Linked DNA regions of Mus musculus: region 1 is linked to region 2. A link is a contact called in public Hi-C data. All regions are on one chromosome and are shown on one strand. The core of a region is the stretch at or near the end of the contact, and the rest is flanking DNA. Distances in the headings are between cores, read along the strand shown.

The links. A called contact is a pair of places that touch in the nucleus more often than the background predicts.
Region 1: a Hi-C map of cerebral cortex shows a contact between it and region 2, with 2.6 times the contacts expected there. The contact joins two enhancer-like sites. A contact is called at or near these places in 4 of 484 Hi-C or Micro-C datasets (the G1E-ER4 cell line, MC3T3-E1-derived osteoblasts, cerebral cortex and 1 more) and 2 of 115 datasets of contacts at active chromatin or transcription factors (astrocytes and embryonic stem cells).

The regions. Positions count from the first base shown.
Region 1 is chr2:92,834,912-92,838,036 of GRCm38.p6, forward strand. All of the region lies in intron 2 of Gm39880 (a long non-coding RNA gene), which reads left to right. The region is part of intron 4 of Gm13791 (a long non-coding RNA gene); the gene reads right to left. Among named protein-coding and RNA genes, the nearest start is that of Gm32413, 30 kb to the left of the region's middle. Within about 2 kb of position 1,565, at least 14 of the 459 cell types and tissues checked have an H3K27ac peak or open chromatin away from gene starts, as enhancers often do. A contact at or near this core is called in cerebral cortex, where this site is marked.
Region 2 is chr2:92,687,857-92,691,094 of GRCm38.p6, forward strand. No RefSeq gene overlaps it. Among named protein-coding and RNA genes, the nearest start is that of Gm13816, 53 kb to the right of the region's middle. Within about 2 kb of position 1,520, at least 34 of the 459 cell types and tissues checked have an H3K27ac peak or open chromatin away from gene starts, as enhancers often do. A contact at or near this core is called in cerebral cortex, where this site is marked.

The DNA of each region.
Region 1 (3,125 bases), core at 315-2,814, 150 kb after region 2:
ACCCACCCAGAGGGACACATTGTCTCATGTTGGGGCTGGGGAGATTTAACCCAGAGAAGACAGAGCAGGAAATGAAAACTATCTCCAGCTCCTCCAGAGATCTCCGGTGGCTGAGCAATTACACAGACTCCTCATCTAAGAGCTCTGAGGGGTGAGGCTGAGGTGTGTGTGTGTGGGGGGGGGGGGGCACAGCCTTTTAAAAACACAAGGGGCTGTCTCTAAGGGAGCAGGGCCTCTGTCCCAAGAGGCATTCAGCTGAGGCTGGTGAAAGGTGACTCAGCATGTGCATTGATTATACCAGGTGCTCCACCTCCCCTCCCCCACCTTATGATGCTCAGAGACAGTGCCACTATCTTTTTAGATTTTTCTATAGTAATACATTATTTGCTTCCTGAAACCACAGATGCACTGATTTTTTCCAAATTGGAAACTTCTGAGAGTAGGGTCTGGAAATCTGAATTTGGAAATTATTCTGGTGTGTGTGATAGATAGGTTTTCCAGACCCTGGACAGCATTCTCTGCCTCACTATCACATAGAACCCATTAGCGACATGTTTCAAAGTCCCACTGTCAATCCCTTGGCCTTCAGACCTTCATTTCTCAATCCATTAGTCTGTCAGCCCATCAGCCCCTAGCTCCTTGGCCCCTCAGCCACAGCCACAGCCACAGCCACAGCCACAGCCACAGCCACAGCCACAGCCCCTCACCCCCTCAGCCACAGCCCTGCCACACCAGCCCCCCAATCCTTCAGCCCCTCAGCCCCTCAACCTGCAGTCCTGGGCTCTTAGTCCCTAGCCTCTCAGCTTTGAAACCCAACCTCTCAGCTTTAGGCTCTTAGCCCTCAGCCCTAGGTCTGTCCCATACTGTCGGAGGCCAAAAAGTCTTGACCTACACAGCAAAACCCACATCCCATCCCCTGTCACCTGCCTTTCTCCTTCCTGATTTAAGGAAGTGAGAGAGAAGTCTTGATCCAGGCTGGCCTGCAACACAGCTATAGAGCAGTGTCCCTGTGACCTGGCATGTTTGCTATAAATGGTATGACAGACAGTTTGTGTCCATTTGGACAAGCCACGGTATTCGTGTATGCTATCAAATGCTATTCTAGATACTTCTAATGGGGATGTTTTTGGATTTTTTGTTTTTCTAAGTAGTCTCACTATGCAGCCCCAGCTGGCTTCATGCTCTCTGTTGTCCTCTTGCTTCAGCCTCTAATGATGGAATTGCAGGTATGAACCACTGTGGGATTTTTTTGTAAGGATGTTTGGGGGTGAAATTAACACTCAAATCAGCAGGCTTTGAAGAAAGCAGGTTGCCCTCCTGACATAGGTAGGCTTCATTTAGTCCATAAATGGCTGCCACAGAACAAAGGACAGGCCTTGCTGAGCAGGTGGGAGATCTGCAGCTGGCAGCCTCTTGACTTGAACTGCATCACAGCTGTGCCCTAGGTCTGTAGGCTGCCAGCCCACCCTGCAGATGTGAAGCCTGGCAGCTCCAGGACGGTGTGAGTCACCTCCTGAAAATAAACCCTTTTCTATATGTACAGAATGCACTGGCTCCATCTCTCTGGAGAAGCCCCACCAGTGCACAGGGAGACAGACTGAGCCATGAATAGAGGAAGCGCGCAAGGCAAGCAACTGCGTGCAGGAACCTGCCAGGCAAAAAGGAAATTCAGAGGCCACAGGACATCATTAGGACAGGGCCCCTTCCCTCTGCCCTAAAGCTGGCTTCAGAAACACCAGGCACCCCGAGGAGGCATCACCGAGTACCACAGAACATTCTTGGGAGATGCGGTATGATGCCAAGCCTGAAAGCTAGCAATCAGCAAGTTTTGGGTGGGCTGCAACAGCTGGCTGCAAGAGCATGCTCCAACCTGTGGGACCCAGGGCACAGGGCTCTAGAGACCTGGGCAAAGCTAAAGAGAACAGAGACCCCGAAGCCACAGCCCCCAAATCATTGTAAATCAGACAGAGAACATTTAAGATAAAATGTTTTTAAGCCATCCTGGCTCGAACAAACCCATGTCTTCTATCCAAGCTGAACAGTGGGTTCCAGGCCAGAGTATTCACAAAGAAAGCTGGGGAGGGGGAAGGGAAGGGGGAGGGAGGAAGGAGAGGGGAAAGGGAAGAAGAGGGGAGTCAGAAAAGAGGATTTAGAGGGAGACCAAGGGAAGGAGGAGAGAAAGAAGGAGGACTCCTAGTAGGCATGACCTTACCAAATTTTGAGCACCTCCTGGTTGCCAGGCAGTGAACCAAGGGCCTCCAAGTGTCACCTGCACGTCTGTTGAGCACAGGCTACAGCTTAAGAAGGGAAGCATCGGGGCTGGAGAGATGGCTCAGTGGTTAAGAGCACTGACTGTTCTTCCAAAGGTCCTGAGTTCAAATCCCAGCAACCACATGGTGGCTCATCTGTAATGAGATCTGATGCCCTCTTCTGGTGCATCTGAAAACAGCTACAGTGTACTTACATATAATAAATAAACAAGTCTTAAAAAAGAAAAAATGAAGGGAAGTATCAGTGCCACCCCACCTTCCAGACAAGATTCGAGGGTACTAGTGAACTCCCTTACAGATGTAGAAAGCGGGAAATGCAGCCCATACTCAGAGCCTCCTTTTGCCTGTTTTAACTACCAGTCCAAGCCAGCACACCTTGGAGGAGGACTCGTGATGTACAACTCTCTTCTGTCCTGGATCCTCCATTCTCGAAAGAAACAGCGTATCCATGACTCAGGTCAAAAACAAAAAACAAAAAAAATAGGTGATCAATGTCCATTTAGCTCTGGGAGTTCTTCTCCCACAGCCCTCGTGAGCTTCTGAGAAGCCTTGCCTAGGGCAGCACTGTGCCCAGTAAATCTGGACACCGTGATCCCTACAGCAGTATCTGCAGGCTCAGATGTCAAGCGCAGGTCAGTGAGGAAGCCTGGATCACAGGACCAGTCAGGGGGCAGAGAGAGACCAAGAGTCCACACATGTCTGAGCCCAAAGCCTACACCTCCCTGACCCTACCCTGAATGCAGCAAGCACCCTGCTTCCTGCAGGAGGCCTGAAAGAGCCCCTGTTCTTCAGCCACATGGAGGAGCCTACATACCAGCAGTGACCTTTAGGAGCTGGAATGTCTGGTAATTCACC
Region 2 (3,238 bases), core at 270-2,769:
GATGTCCCAGCTGGAGCTGTCTGCTAAAGCACAAAGTCCTGGTACAAAGAGGGGGGGAGAGGACTCCCATGCTGGGTGTACTGGGCCAGAACTATGAGGCAGGTCTATGTTGAAGGCTGAACTGAGTGTTCTCATTTAAATATCACACAACCGGTTTGAGGCTGGCATTATCTAATCCCCAAATTACAAGGGAGCCAGCAGAGGCCCAGAGAATTAAATGCACTTGCTCCAAAACACAACTGGTAGGCACTTAAGCTGGACTCACACATAAGGCTGTCTTATTCAGAACCTAGAAATTTCCATCACATCAAGGTGTCCCTGCAGAGGGGGAAAAAATGGAGAGCTGGGGAATTGTCCCCATTGGGAGAGGGCAACAGGAGGGATGGAAAAACCCAGCTACTCCCTGGTACCTTCATGCTTTGAAGTTTACTCCAAACCCCACACCTAGCTGAGCCCCACTTGGAGGATGCAGTGGTGCTCAGTTGGGTGAGTCTCTGGGGCTAAATGTCTAAATGGGGAAACTGAGGCTCAGATAGGCTTGAGACCCTCCTTAAGCCGATGTGATCAGACTGTAGCCTGGAGTTATGTCCTGTCCCTGCCACCCCAGAAGTTAACTGTGGTTTGGATAGAATGTCAGTGAGTCCTCTCCTTCTAGAACCCTGGAACTGGAATGGGGTTCCCCATCACAAGCTATTAACTCACAACTTAGTCTGACTGAGGTGTTCAGTGCTGGGGACTTTGAACAGTAATGAGGATAAGGTAGGGTCACCAAGGTAGAACCCCTGTGTGATTGAGTGCTGGTGGCTTTATTAAGAGGAGAGGGAGGGGCCAGAAGATGCACCAGAGAGCACTCTGTCCCCTTGTAGTCCCCTGTGCCATCCCAGGACTCTATCATCAATAAGGCCACTAAACATGGTGCCTTGGGCCAGAACCCTGAGCCATAATAGCCTTTTCCTAATGTTCCCAGTCTGTGGCATTGTTATTTGAAGCAGAAAATGCTGTAATTTAGCGATTTTAGCATGTAGATGGAGTCTTGGTTCTGAGCCCAGCTGGTCCCACAGATAGCCAGTTCTCCATTAGTGAGTGACAAGGGTCAGTGGAAATTTCCAGCAGTGTTGCTGTGCTATGAGGGTACACGCACATATATGGGCACACATCTGTCTTTTACCAGTAACTTTCCTTTCTTCTCTCCTCTCCATCCTCACTGCCCCCATCCTAGCCCTTCATTCAACCTCCCAGGGTTGGGTAGGGGGGAAGCAGGCAGGGGCATTCCAGGTATGTTTCTCTAAGCAGGTGGAGAAACAAAAAACTGCCTTGCCCCCTAGCCCTGCACCCTACCCTCCCTCTCAAATAAGCCTCTTTCCCATGGATTGCCATGGGAGAAGAGAAGGGAAGAATTATTTCTGTTTTGCTCCTAGAAACTTTAAAATGCTATCACCATGGAAACTGCTCTGCGCAGCCATTGAGCCTGCTTTTGGGAGGGAGAGACAGGCTAGGGGAGGGGAAGGGGAGGAGGAGATGCTCACAGATCTCCCAGCTGCCTGAGCTCCACTCCATCTCTCAGTTTAGGATTGACAGCAGTACCAGGGTTCCCCACATTGAGGTGACCTGGCAGATCTGGGGTCACTGGGATCTGCTTTCTGCTTCATGACGAGCCCCTCCCCCAGCCTCACTGACTCTCTATGTATGAGGCCCAGTATGAGTGGGAGAGGAACACAAAACACCACTGGCCTTTCCTTCAGAGGAACTATCTAGTTGGAGGAGGGGGAGGGGAGAGGAGGAGGGGAGAAGGGGGAGGAGGAGGAGGAAGAGGAAGAGGAGGAGGAATGGACACCCCTTCAGAACCCACTAGGAACATGTACCTTTATTTACATTGCCTCTCTATATCTTTCTGCCCATCTTGTCAAAAAGACAGCTGTACTCCCATTTTATAGAGGAGGAAATCAAGGCTGGGAAAGCCAGTGAATATCCTTCTCAAGGACATGAAGAATGAGAGAGGCTCTTACCTGGACTTAGAGATAGGAGAGATGGTATCTGGGAAGAAATGGTTAAACAAAAGAGGAAATCTCCTTGGAACTTAACTCCAGTGTGCTTTCTTTCCCAGAGAGAATGGAAAGGGAAATAGTATATTTTTCAGCATGGCCTAGGTTATGCTGCAGTAACAAAAAGCCAGGGACATGCTCAAGGATGCTCTACCAGTTGATGGAGGAACTGTACCTGCACAATTCAGTCTTCTGTGTGCCAAGCGCCACAAGGGACATTTTGTAACTCAGGATTCTCACAGCCTTGTTTCTATCCTCAGTTTACAGAGGAGGAAACTGAGGTACCACAAGGCTACAGACCTCACAAGGTCCCACAGTTAAGAGGTAAGAAAACGTTCTGGAACAGCATGGCCCTACTGTGTGAGAACTGGCCTCAGGATGCCATGAGATTGAGTGGAGAGGGCAGATGGCATGGAATGTAATTTATAGGGGGATTTGGGACAGGAGTGTAGGCGCTGATGGCAGCAAGACCAGTGAATGCCAGATGTAAGGATCAGAAAGGAACACAAGACAGTCAGGACAAAAAATGACTTCATAAAACAGCCAGAATGCAGGTGGTTTGTCTAGAGCTGGCATTAAAGGTTTCTGGCACAGCCCTGGAGCCAATGGAGCTCCCACAGTACTGAGATGGTTTATTCTATTAATAGTGTACAGGGAAACTGTTGCATAAACAGACGGAAGATACTGACAGGCAACCATGGTGAGCACAACACAAGATGGCCACCATCAGGCTGTGGATCCTGACACAAAGCCAGAGTAAGAGGTGAAGGGCAAGACTGGGGTCTGAATACACAAGGGTCTGATGCTGAAACTGGTATCTCTTTTCCACCAGTGTAGACTGGGGCTGGCCCCTTCATCTTACCTATTCAAAGTGAAAGAGAAAGGAAGTAGTGTATTAAACAACATGGGCTAGATTATACGACAGTAACAAATATCCCGTGGTCAGTATTCTGAGGTCTGATTTTCATTCATGCTACATTGTATCAGCCAGTCACCTTTGCTGAGCACAAACTACTTGAAACGCAGCGGCTCAAAAACAATAACAGTTTAATACAATGTATTACAAGGGTGTCTGACCTTTCTACATTGTCATCAAAAAATGTACTGTGTGCACTTGCTGCTAAACTGTGACACATGTGGCCCAAGAGATGAATGGATAATAGTTCTAACAACTCTCCAAGTTAGCTGAGATGTGG